2 separate regions of the Gasterosteus aculeatus genome follow, and region 2 is linked to region 1. Evidence: chromatin contacts called from public Hi-C data. All regions are on one chromosome and are shown on one strand. The core of a region is the stretch at or near the end of the contact, and the rest is flanking DNA. Distances in the headings are between cores, read along the strand shown. Region 1 holds the start of tomm7 (translocase of outer mitochondrial membrane 7 homolog (yeast)). Region 2 overlaps rapgef5a (Rap guanine nucleotide exchange factor (GEF) 5a).

Evidence for each region. Hi-C and Micro-C count contacts between places; a contact is called where the count stands out from the background.
Region 2: a Hi-C map of skeletal muscle shows a contact between it and region 1, with 2.5 times the contacts expected there. The contact joins the enhancer-like site here to the promoter of tomm7 in region 1. A contact is called at or near these places in 2 of 6 Hi-C or Micro-C datasets (skeletal muscle and tail fin).

Annotation. Positions count from the first base shown.
Region 1 is chr10:11,157,045-11,162,272 of fGasAcu3.hap1.1, forward strand. tomm7 (translocase of outer mitochondrial membrane 7 homolog (yeast)) reads left to right here and starts at 3,584. Exons shown (of 3, transcript XM_040189121.2): 1 at 3,584-3,750. The coding sequence starts at 3,648. hycc1 (hyccin PI4KA lipid kinase complex subunit 1) reads left to right here. Exons shown (of 12, transcript XM_040187813.2): 12 at 945-3,048.
Region 2 is chr10:11,203,730-11,208,522 of fGasAcu3.hap1.1, forward strand. rapgef5a (Rap guanine nucleotide exchange factor (GEF) 5a) reads left to right here. Exons shown (of 27, transcript XR_013451024.1): 19 at 1-58; 20 at 415-593; 21 at 696-786; 22 at 866-916; 23 at 1,043-1,130; 24 at 1,241-1,305; 25 at 1,979-2,033; 26 at 2,321-2,914; 27 at 3,046-4,793. Among protein-coding and RNA genes, the nearest start is that of bet1, 22 kb to the right of the region's middle. Within about 2 kb of position 2,527, at least 1 of the 9 cell types and tissues checked has open chromatin away from gene starts, as enhancers often do.

The DNA.
Region 1 (5,228 bases), core at 2,334-4,833:
CAAAAGGCCCGTTGACCTTGAATCATATTTTGCCCAGATGTTATCTGTTAGCTGCGCCAGTATGAGGAGATTAGATGCGTACAGTGTTGTTTGGGCAACATCTTAACTCCTGGGTTTCACCGGAACGATAAGTAAGCCTGGTTGTCTCTCGCAGCAGACCTCGGTACGCCTCAACACATTACTCCTGGGTTGCACCTGGAACAGACGACTTCCTCCCGAGTGGTAGCGAGGAGCTGAGGAAAGACATGCAGGTCTTCAGTCATTAGAAGCAAAAGCTGCTCGAAGTGTTAAATGTTGACGTGAAAATGACCCTGAAAAATCTGACCATGAAAGAGTTTAATGGGACCTGCCTTTCTATCCGATTACCAGCTGTTTACAGGTGTTCCGTCTCAGTGATAGTATCAGATTAGAAGTGTGTATTTGTGAATAAGTGGGTGGTTGGCCACTTGCACAGCGGGACAGATGTTTAAATGTGTCGCACAGGTGTTACGTCTTTGGCTTTTCTGTACGCCTTCCTCTCCCTTTGTGGACTTTCCTCAGTTTACGCTCTTTGACTCTGTCCTCCTCCGGCCCGGCGGACAAAAAAACGCACTCTCCTCAATGAACCTCTTGCTGTTGTCTCGCAGCGCTGCTGGTCAAACTAACCTATGTTCTTGGCTGAAATACTGAAAGTGGCAAGAAGTTTACGGCTGCAGTGTGAATGTGCCACCTGCTGGGCAGTGAGCGCTCGTCTGTCATGCAGCCCGACGGGTTCTGCCCATCATCCAAAATACTTTTGTGTCTTTCGTATTGTTTTTAAACTTTGTTAATCCTAGTAATGAATAATGTAGAATAATATCGGATCCTATGGGCTGGATGACTGATGAGCTTGTGCTTTCATCTGCAGGCTCCTGTTTTCTTATTTTGGTGCTTCTGTTTTGTGTTCCTCCCTCTGTCTGTCTCAGACGCGGTGGATCTGGGTTCCCCGGATGAGCTGATGGATATCTCGGAGTTGGATGAGGGGGTGTGGCCCGGCAGGGTGGGGCCGGACATTACCCCACCCACCATCACAATTAGCAACAGTGTCACCACGTTGAACCTGGGGGCCAAGGCCATGAAGAAGTGTCGGCTCGGCGGGCGCACCAGCAAGGACAAGGAAGCGGGCCCTCTGACAATAAGCCGGGCCGCCAGCGAGTGCGCAGAGCTGTCCGTCAAGCGGCTGACGCTCACCTCCAGCCAATCGGTGCCCAAGGCCGGAGCTCTCACCAGCCTGACGCGCACCGCCAGCGCCGTCTTCTCGCGTTCCTTCGAGCAGGTGGTTAGCAACAACGCCCCTCCCACCAGCAACCACGCCGCCTCCGAAGTTGCCCGCTATTCATGCAGCCTGCAGGAGGATGGACTGGGCTACTTGAGCCCGGCGCCGAACCACACGCAGCGCTCTCCGACCATCACCGTGCGCCTTGGCGCTGACCTTTGAACCCTTTTTGCGACGACCCCGAACCCTCTCCTCTCAGACCCTGTACCTGTGACCCGGAACTCCAAGCCATGCCAACTGCAGCAGGACAAAAACACCTACAGACACACACAACTCTCGCCGCTAACTTTTTAACATGTGATTGTGCTGTAAAGCCGCACTGCTCCCCCCCCCCCAGCAGAGGCTCCTCCGGGCCCGATGGAGGCGGAATGACGCTTCCGGCTCCACTGCCAGTTGTGCACCGCTGCCGTGAAGTCGTGCCAGAAAATAAAAATTGCAGAGCTGCCTGTCTGTAAAGGGGTGCACTTGAAACGTATTACTAGAAAAAGAAAAAAAAAAGAGAGCGAGCGACCGTGTGGGAAAGTATTTTAATTGGCATTTGTTTGCCCTGCATGGCTTTCCATACATCCATCCTGACCGTGGCCAGGTTTCTCACAGGGCAGATGTTGAGCGTGTGTAAGCATGCTCGAGACTATGTACAATTGTTTTTTTTTTTTTAGAATAAAGGCTGCTAATTGATACAATGAACAAGGTATGATTCTCCAAGTTGAAGCAACGTTCAACTAATTTAGAAAAAAAAACATTGATCTTTTCCCATAGCAATACAAATCTCCCCTATTCAGTGTTTTTTGTCAACAGTTACAGTTGAGCTTTTTTTAATTTTTTTTTATATGTATATAAAGAGAATCTGCATTCTTCCTCAAACCATCAGGAAAAAAATGACCACTCCATAATAAACTAGTATGTTCAGAATACCTTTTTGTTTACAATCGCACGGTGTTGTCATTGTGATGGAAAAGCAATATTTGTCCTTTCCTCTCGCTCCTTCAGTACCTTCCTGAATTTCAATTTCAAAAATATAACTCCAACTTCGACGAATATGATTTTTGGGGGGAATGATGGGTGTGATTTGATTTAAGCTTTGCATTTTGCACTTGAAAGAGCAAAAAAAGTTGTTTCAACGTTGGTATTTTCTTATGATGAACAAGAGAGGTCAGACTCTCAACTGTGGTATTTTCCTGTGAGACATGTGATTTGTTGTCCCCACACGAAGCCACCTACTTCTGCAGAATTGAAAGAATCTGATACCCCTGATTTAAAGATGAAAAAAAGTGAACCACAACTATAACCAAATCTATTCCTGTGGGACATTGTTTGGGTGCAATGAGGCGTCTGTTCTTTGTTTCTGTGATCCATCCACCACTCCAGCTGTTTGAAGTACTTTGGTGATGTGTTTCCCGTGTCCCTCATTCTTGTTCGCATCTTTATCATCACGTCACAAGACGCGGTGAGATTCTCTTGTACCAAAAATGGAATTAAACTCCACCCATCTGCTACGTTTGGTTTCCTAAATCAAGCTACCCCCACCCTCAAGCAAAACGTACTCCGTGTGCTCCAGCTGTCGAAGACCCATAGCTTGGTGGGACGATAACAATCATCATGTTTCTGTATGTGAGTTTACAGAATGTGTTAATTGGAAGCTCTTGTTGTACATCAAACTGTTGTACTTAAGTTGATTTATATTGGCCTTTCTATGTCTGAAGATAACTCATTGCTACAACATCTCGAAATAAAGTGTTTCTATATTTCACAAATGTGCATTGTTATAATTCTGCTGGACAACATCAGTTTTCAAGTTCAGAATACTACTCAAAACACAATACCAGAAGTCTTTTTTTCTGTTCAGGCCTTCAAGTAGACGTTTTCGTTAAACACTAAAAATACGGACTTAATACAGGCAAGCAGTTACTCTATATTTAAAGCTTGATGTCCTACTCAATAATTGTTTGGTACTTTGTGAATATATTTATTTACATAAATGTAAATAAATATATTCACATTCTTTCGAAAGAAACCTACAACAGCAGTTAGGCTTCCGCACATCTGCCTGCAGAAAAATGCAACATATTGAAATATACGTATTACGTAACATATTGAAACATTTCTTTCGTATGTGTATACTAATGAGATGCTGTTGTCCGCATGTATTTTGCACTTCACAAGTAACTAAACCTCTCGGTTTAAACTGACCATTTATTAAATTCAACCTGTCGCCGGCGCGCAGTTCCATGTCTCTCCCAGATATGGCGCCCTACGGTAGATGGAGGACCTCGGATACCAGCCACATCCCTGACGTCACTTCCTGCTCTTTCTTGTCCTTGGACACCGCATCGTCGCCGTTCCGGATAAACACATGGCTAAACTGAGCAAAGAAACCAAACAGCGGCTGCAGCAGCTGTTCCAATGCGGACAGTTTGTCATCAGATGGGGTTTCATACCAACCGTGTTGTACCTCGGTCAGTATGCGCACACGAGCAGGTGGAATACGGCCGGTGGAAAAGACGTGCCCCTCGGACGTTAGCCAGTTAGCTTAGCCTTAGCTTAGCCCTCGCCTCGAAATGAATCACCTTTTTTTAAAGAGTGCTCTGGTTGCTCTGGTTTGGCATCCTACAAAAACTATTAAATACGATAACACCGCAAAGTTCCTAATCCCTTGTACCATTAGTTTTTTATTGGTATCGTGTAACGTTGTAACATGAGCACTTCGGGCTTAACGTCGTTGACATGTTAACGTTTAAATGGTAACTTAGTAAATCATCATCTACCATAGACAAGATCATTTCAAATGTATTTCTCCCTCTGTATACTTTCTGTGTTAAGTCTCACATCCTTTAGTAGTAAATTCATAGGTTTTATCATATCCATATGGATAATCTGCACCGATTAAGCATTGCCCTGAGATTCTTAGTTTCAAAATGAGACACATCATGCATTATACCTCATGAGGTTAGTTCATAAAGTCCGTGGTCGCTCCAGAGGAACATCGTTAAAACCGCACATGCCTGTGGTATGTATTAAGGCGGTCAACATTAACGCGTTAATCTATGCGATTAATGTGGCCTAGCAACAAAATATTTTAACTGTTTACTTCCGCTCCCGTAAATTGACCGTGGAAACGAAACGGCCACTAGCTGCAGTCAGTTACATCAAGATGGAGAGAGCTTTTTGCACTGGAAGTGAAACAAACTGGTGCGACATACAGATGTTAAGCTAGCTGCTATGCTACTTCCATCTCAACATCTAACGCTACCCTGCACGGCACAACGTCTGCAGAGGACCACCACTGTGTCCCTAAAAGACCGTGGTTTGAAAAACGTTCTGGCTAAATGTCGGGAGATTGTTGGCACTTCAAACACAGCCGTTAAATGATAGAGAGTTAAGAGCACGAGGACAACAGGAAGAGTCGCTAGTTCAATGTGTTCCACCTGCGAGATTAAAGAATTTCAAGATGTGTGATTAATTTTTTTACATCACTTCATCAATTGACAGCCCTAGTATGTATGCGTCATGTCATCTGGTTTTGGTTTCTGCAGTAGAGCTAAGGAAGTTCAGACGTGTGACCTCAGACATGCTTTCTTCCCTCTCGTGTATCTTCCCTTTCTGGGTTCTCCTTTTTCGATACGTGCATTCAGCTCATCCATTTCCTAAAGGCAGAGTTTCCATCAGTTGAGCATGCCATTTCTTTGTCGTCTGGTAAACCAGCTGTGATCTCATCACATTGAAACCGTTAATTAGGTCGTTGCCCTTCAAAGTTAGAAAGTATCTTAATCAAAAAATGCTTACCTGTCCTGGTTTCATCCTTTCTGATTTGAGTTTTTAACGAACCCCGTTGGTTTGGTAAGCCTCTTTATGCAGTGGGAATTATGCTTCTCCCTATGAACAGAGAAAAATTAAGGGATGAATTTTGTATTTTTCTCAAGAATCTGTTGTATCA
Region 2 (4,793 bases), core at 1,277-3,776, 46 kb after region 1:
TGATGTTGCAGCTGCTCTCACACACCTGGACTGGAGCCTCTTTAAATCCATCCACGAGGTATACACGCATGATGCTCTACAAGACTTGCTGGATCACAAGTACAGAAAATGTTCTTGGAGCTAAATATAAGTTGTTGAAACGCTGAAGCAAAGCACAGATGAAGAGAGACCAGCTGCATCTTAAACTGCTACTTGAAAGTAACAGTTTATTTAAGAAATCTAGATGATGTTTTTACATTCTAAAATACTTCTTTTTGTGATTGTAAATGGGTTTTTTAAATTCTGCTGGTCGAACTAAAAGCAGCGATACCAAAGTGTCCCTTTGGGAAAATGCGCCCCCAAGGATGCATTCGTTCGTTCCTCTAGAAAGCTGTATGTCCTTCACTCACACTCTCCACCTCCCTCCACGTGCAGCAAGAGCTCGCCTATTACACCCTCAGCCGCGTTCCTGGTACCGGCCACACGGCGGCGCTCTCGGTGCTGCTGCAGCGCTGCAACGAGGTCCAGCAGTGGGTGATGTCCGAGGTGCTCATGTGCACGTCGCTCAACAAGAGGGTGCAGCTGCTCAAGAAGTTCATCAAGATCGCAGCACAGTAAGATCACTCAGACTCAGAGATCCGAAAAGTGCCTCAAACACGTTGAGATTTCTCAGCGCCGTGATGTATTTGTTTAAAAATGTTCGCTTGTGTCCGTAGCTGTAAAGCCCAAAGAAATTTGAACTCTGCATTTGCCATCATCATGGGTTTGAACACAGCAGCCGTCAGCCGACTCAACCAAACCTGGGAGGTAAGTGTTTGTGTTGCTGCGTTTAGTGTATTTATACAAGTGCTTCCAACTGGATTCTGACCCAATGCCTTCCTTCCAGAAATGTCCGGGGAAGTTCAAGAAGCTTTTCTCAGAGTTGGAGCTCATCACGGTGAGATTTACGCAGCAGAGAGGGAAATAAAAGGAAAGCTAGAAGTGCACTCCTTCTCCTTTTACAATGCTTTCTTTTCACTATGTTTTTTCTCTCTTTTGCATCTTCCCCCTCATCGTTCTTCAGGATCCATCTCTGAATCACAAAGCCTATAGGGAAGCCTTCAAGAAGATGAAGCCTCCCAAGATCCCTTTCATGCCTCTTCTCCTGAAAGGTATCATCTCTAACTCCTACACACACACACACACAGACACACACACACACACACACTTAACTGCTTATGAAGAAAGCACCGATGTTAAAGCACTTGTCTTCTGCTTCTAGATATCACATTCATTCACGAGGGAAATAAGACCTTCCATGACAACCTTGTCAACTTTGAGAAGCTGGTAAGTTGAGTCAGTTTATTAAAAGTCTTTTAGTGTTCGAGCGACCCACAGACAAGGCCACAAATTACTTTGAGAGATTTATCAAAATTAGTGAGTTAAGCGATTGTTTCTATTGTTTTTTAATAATTACATTCATAACAAGATGAGTTGCATCAACAGGTGACTGATTGATCACCTTGACTTGTTGGATGCAGTCATTTGTAGCCCTGTGCTGCGGTTCACATTCAATCCACCCATTCACACACATGGATGGAAGCATGCTGAGATGCAAAGACCCTCGCTGAAATTATCAGTTCAGAGTCTTGCCCGAGGGTACTTCTACATGTGGACTGGGGATTCAATTGGCAACCCGGCAATTATTGGAGGAGCATCTCTACCTACTGAGCCACAGCTGCTCTCGTCACGTGTTGGCTTCCCGGAGATTAATCAGAGCCGAATGTCTCCTAAAAGAACTGTGAATCAGTGAATCGTGAAAACAATCAGCAGATGAATCAAAGGTTTCAATAGTATATGTATATATACATATATATGTATATATATATATATATATATATATATATATATATATATATATATATATATATATATATATATTGTGTTATGGTGCAGGACCATTTAGGTTGTGACTGTTTGGTATTGTTCTGATGCAACATGTCTTCTCCTAAACCAACAGCATATGATCGCAGAGACAGTGCGGATGATCCGCCACTGCCAAAGCGACCAGCCAGGTGAGTCTTCCCCCTTCTTAGGGAATTTTGTTGCTGGAAGGATCCTAACACCACCAAGTACAAGAAGGACTGGCCCACAGGCTCCTCCCTGTTCATTTAGAATGGGGAGATTTATTGTCAGGAATCTGGCGCTACCTGGCGCTGAGTCACTGCACTGCACCTGCATCACTCAGTTCTCCCTCAGTTTCTAAGCAACCATTTTACAGTCTGTGTTTGTATGCGTGTGTTCCCCAGCAGTGGAAACTCTTCTGTGTGACTAATGTGCGTGTTTTCTGTCGGTCTCTTAGGCAACGAGGTAATTGGGGTCGACAGTGCGGAGGTGAGGGCGAGCGTTCATTACCTGCACATTATCGACAATCAACAGACGCTTTTCGAGCTGTCTCACAAACTCGAGCCCCGTGCTTGAAGACGGACACACGCACACACACGCACACACACACACCCTCACAGACGCACAACAACAAACTCACTGGGCACCGTGGAGATGCCACCACCGCGCAGAACGCTTTTCACGGCATAATTCCACACACTGACACACACACTGCAACAAAGTCACACCACCAGCCGGGGTGCCGAGAGGACAATAAGCTGCCACGTGGACCCGTGAAGACAGAGCTGCACTCCGCCTGTGCTCAAGAGGCGTTACGACGTCCGTGGACGCTGTGTGAAGAGATGAATCAGCGAGACGGAGGGAGCCAAACTGAGACAAAGAGAAGAGGCTGTGTTTTGTGTGTATAGTGTCTATTGGACTGAATTGTTTTGTCACTGTGACACGTTATGGGCCTGTTTAGCAGTTTCTTTTCCTCACTGAGGCTTTCCCTGAAGATCTACAGATGTGTGGCTTCAGTAAGCGACAACAGGTGAAACATCATCAGCGTCTGGTACGTGAAGGAGGCTTTGTGAGGTTTTTATTGACTGACTGTGATGTTGGAAACACTCAAGCTCTCCTGAAGGTGCCAGAGTTCATAACCAGTTGATGTGAATGTCTTTGTCTTTTTGTTCTCCCTTCCAGGTCCTGGTTGAGACTCCTCGTGCACTCTTTGCTATGATGTTTTTGTGTGGGCAAATAAGGATCATTTTTCATTGTATATAATGTGGATCTATATATATATATATATCAGTGCCAAACGTAATACCGAGGCCGTAGATCAATTGGTTTGTTTAGGAATCTGATGTCTTTTTTCAGCACATTTTAATGTCTTTAATTGAGCCCTGCAATGACGTCTAATCCGTGATCGTGTACATCAGATCTGATGATCCTTCTGACATCATGACGACTGATTTCATGCTGTGTGTGTTGGTATCACGCCCTTCTCGTGTTGCTATGGAAACAGCCCCATCACAGAGCTTTTCTTTTATCAACAAATAAGTTAAGCACCGCAGACCTTTGTTAAGACATCACTGACAGAATAATGGAAGCACAAGGGCAGAGTAAGGCTGAGTTTGATCTTTGGTTGACTGCAGCATTTCAAAATGTACATCCTTTCTGCTTCCATCCCCATCTGGTAGAACTTTTTAGTGTTTGTGTTATTTTGTCCGTGGCCTATTTATGAGCATGCATGGCCAGTCACTTGAGAGGTCCATTTCTGCTGAGTAGCAAGATAAACCCTAAATGTTATGTAGCAATGCATATGCTGCATTGGTCAAATAGTTTGCTAGAAAACACGGGGCCAAAGTGCAAAACGGGGCGGAAATGTTGTTGCCACGAATGTCGTCACGTCAACACCGAGCCTTTCAGCGCTCATGGCTGCTTCCTTCTGATCATCATGAATCTAATGCACACAGGAACACTGGGAGTTCCTGGGGAGCTTTAGTGCCAAAAACACCTTTTGGGCCATTATAGGAAGAAGATCAGAGATGATTTTCTTCCTATGACGGTTGATATAAACACTCCTACAGATAATTTGTGTGATGGGAGTCACTGTGCTTTAAAAACACAGGCTCTTGCCCACCAACACACCTGATGCTCTGACAATGAATGCAGGGACAGTTCCATTGGTCACAGTTACGCATTTGAGTAACTGGCCCGAGGGGATTAAGGGTTGAATGTGAATCTTGAGGTTGTTTCTCCCCGGGAGTTACGCATATCCCCAAATATTTCATAAACATTGAAGAATGACATTCATGAAGACTCGTGGACTATGTAACCTTTGCTATAGGTTTAAATGTTGCTAACAGTAGCCACCATCGGTTGGAGCAGACAAAGTGAGGCTGTGCTGTGTCCGTGTCGTGACTTCAGCAACAAGTCCTTTCATTGTAACAGTTCATTTTGGACTGATGGTCAGAGCCGTGCTGCAAGTGTCATAGAAAGGCCTTGTGGTCATTTTGATGAATAACCTGTACATGACGTGCACGCACACACTCCTCTGCTCATTGTGTTTACAGACTGGTATAATTGTGCTATTTTACTTATTTATTGTAATATATTTATGTATTTTAAAGGTGACAAAAGTCCATGTGCCATGTTCAAAGGTTCAAAAATGTGTCGTTTATTCTTGAGAAGACATGTTTGTGGTTTAAAGCTGCAGCTCTAGAATGTGAAAGTACTTGTTTGTGGCCACTTGAGAGCAGCAGAAGAGCAAGTTGGTGTGACGACGCGCTTCTCTTTCCTCTGGTGTCCGATGCTGTGACGGACAGGAGACCAACGGGAAGATGTATTAAGGGTTTTATTGGCCATATTCAAGACTGTAAAGTTATTTTTTTTAAAGCAATGTTGTTTAAAACCTGTTTGCATGTTAAAACAGAAAAAAAAGTTCACAA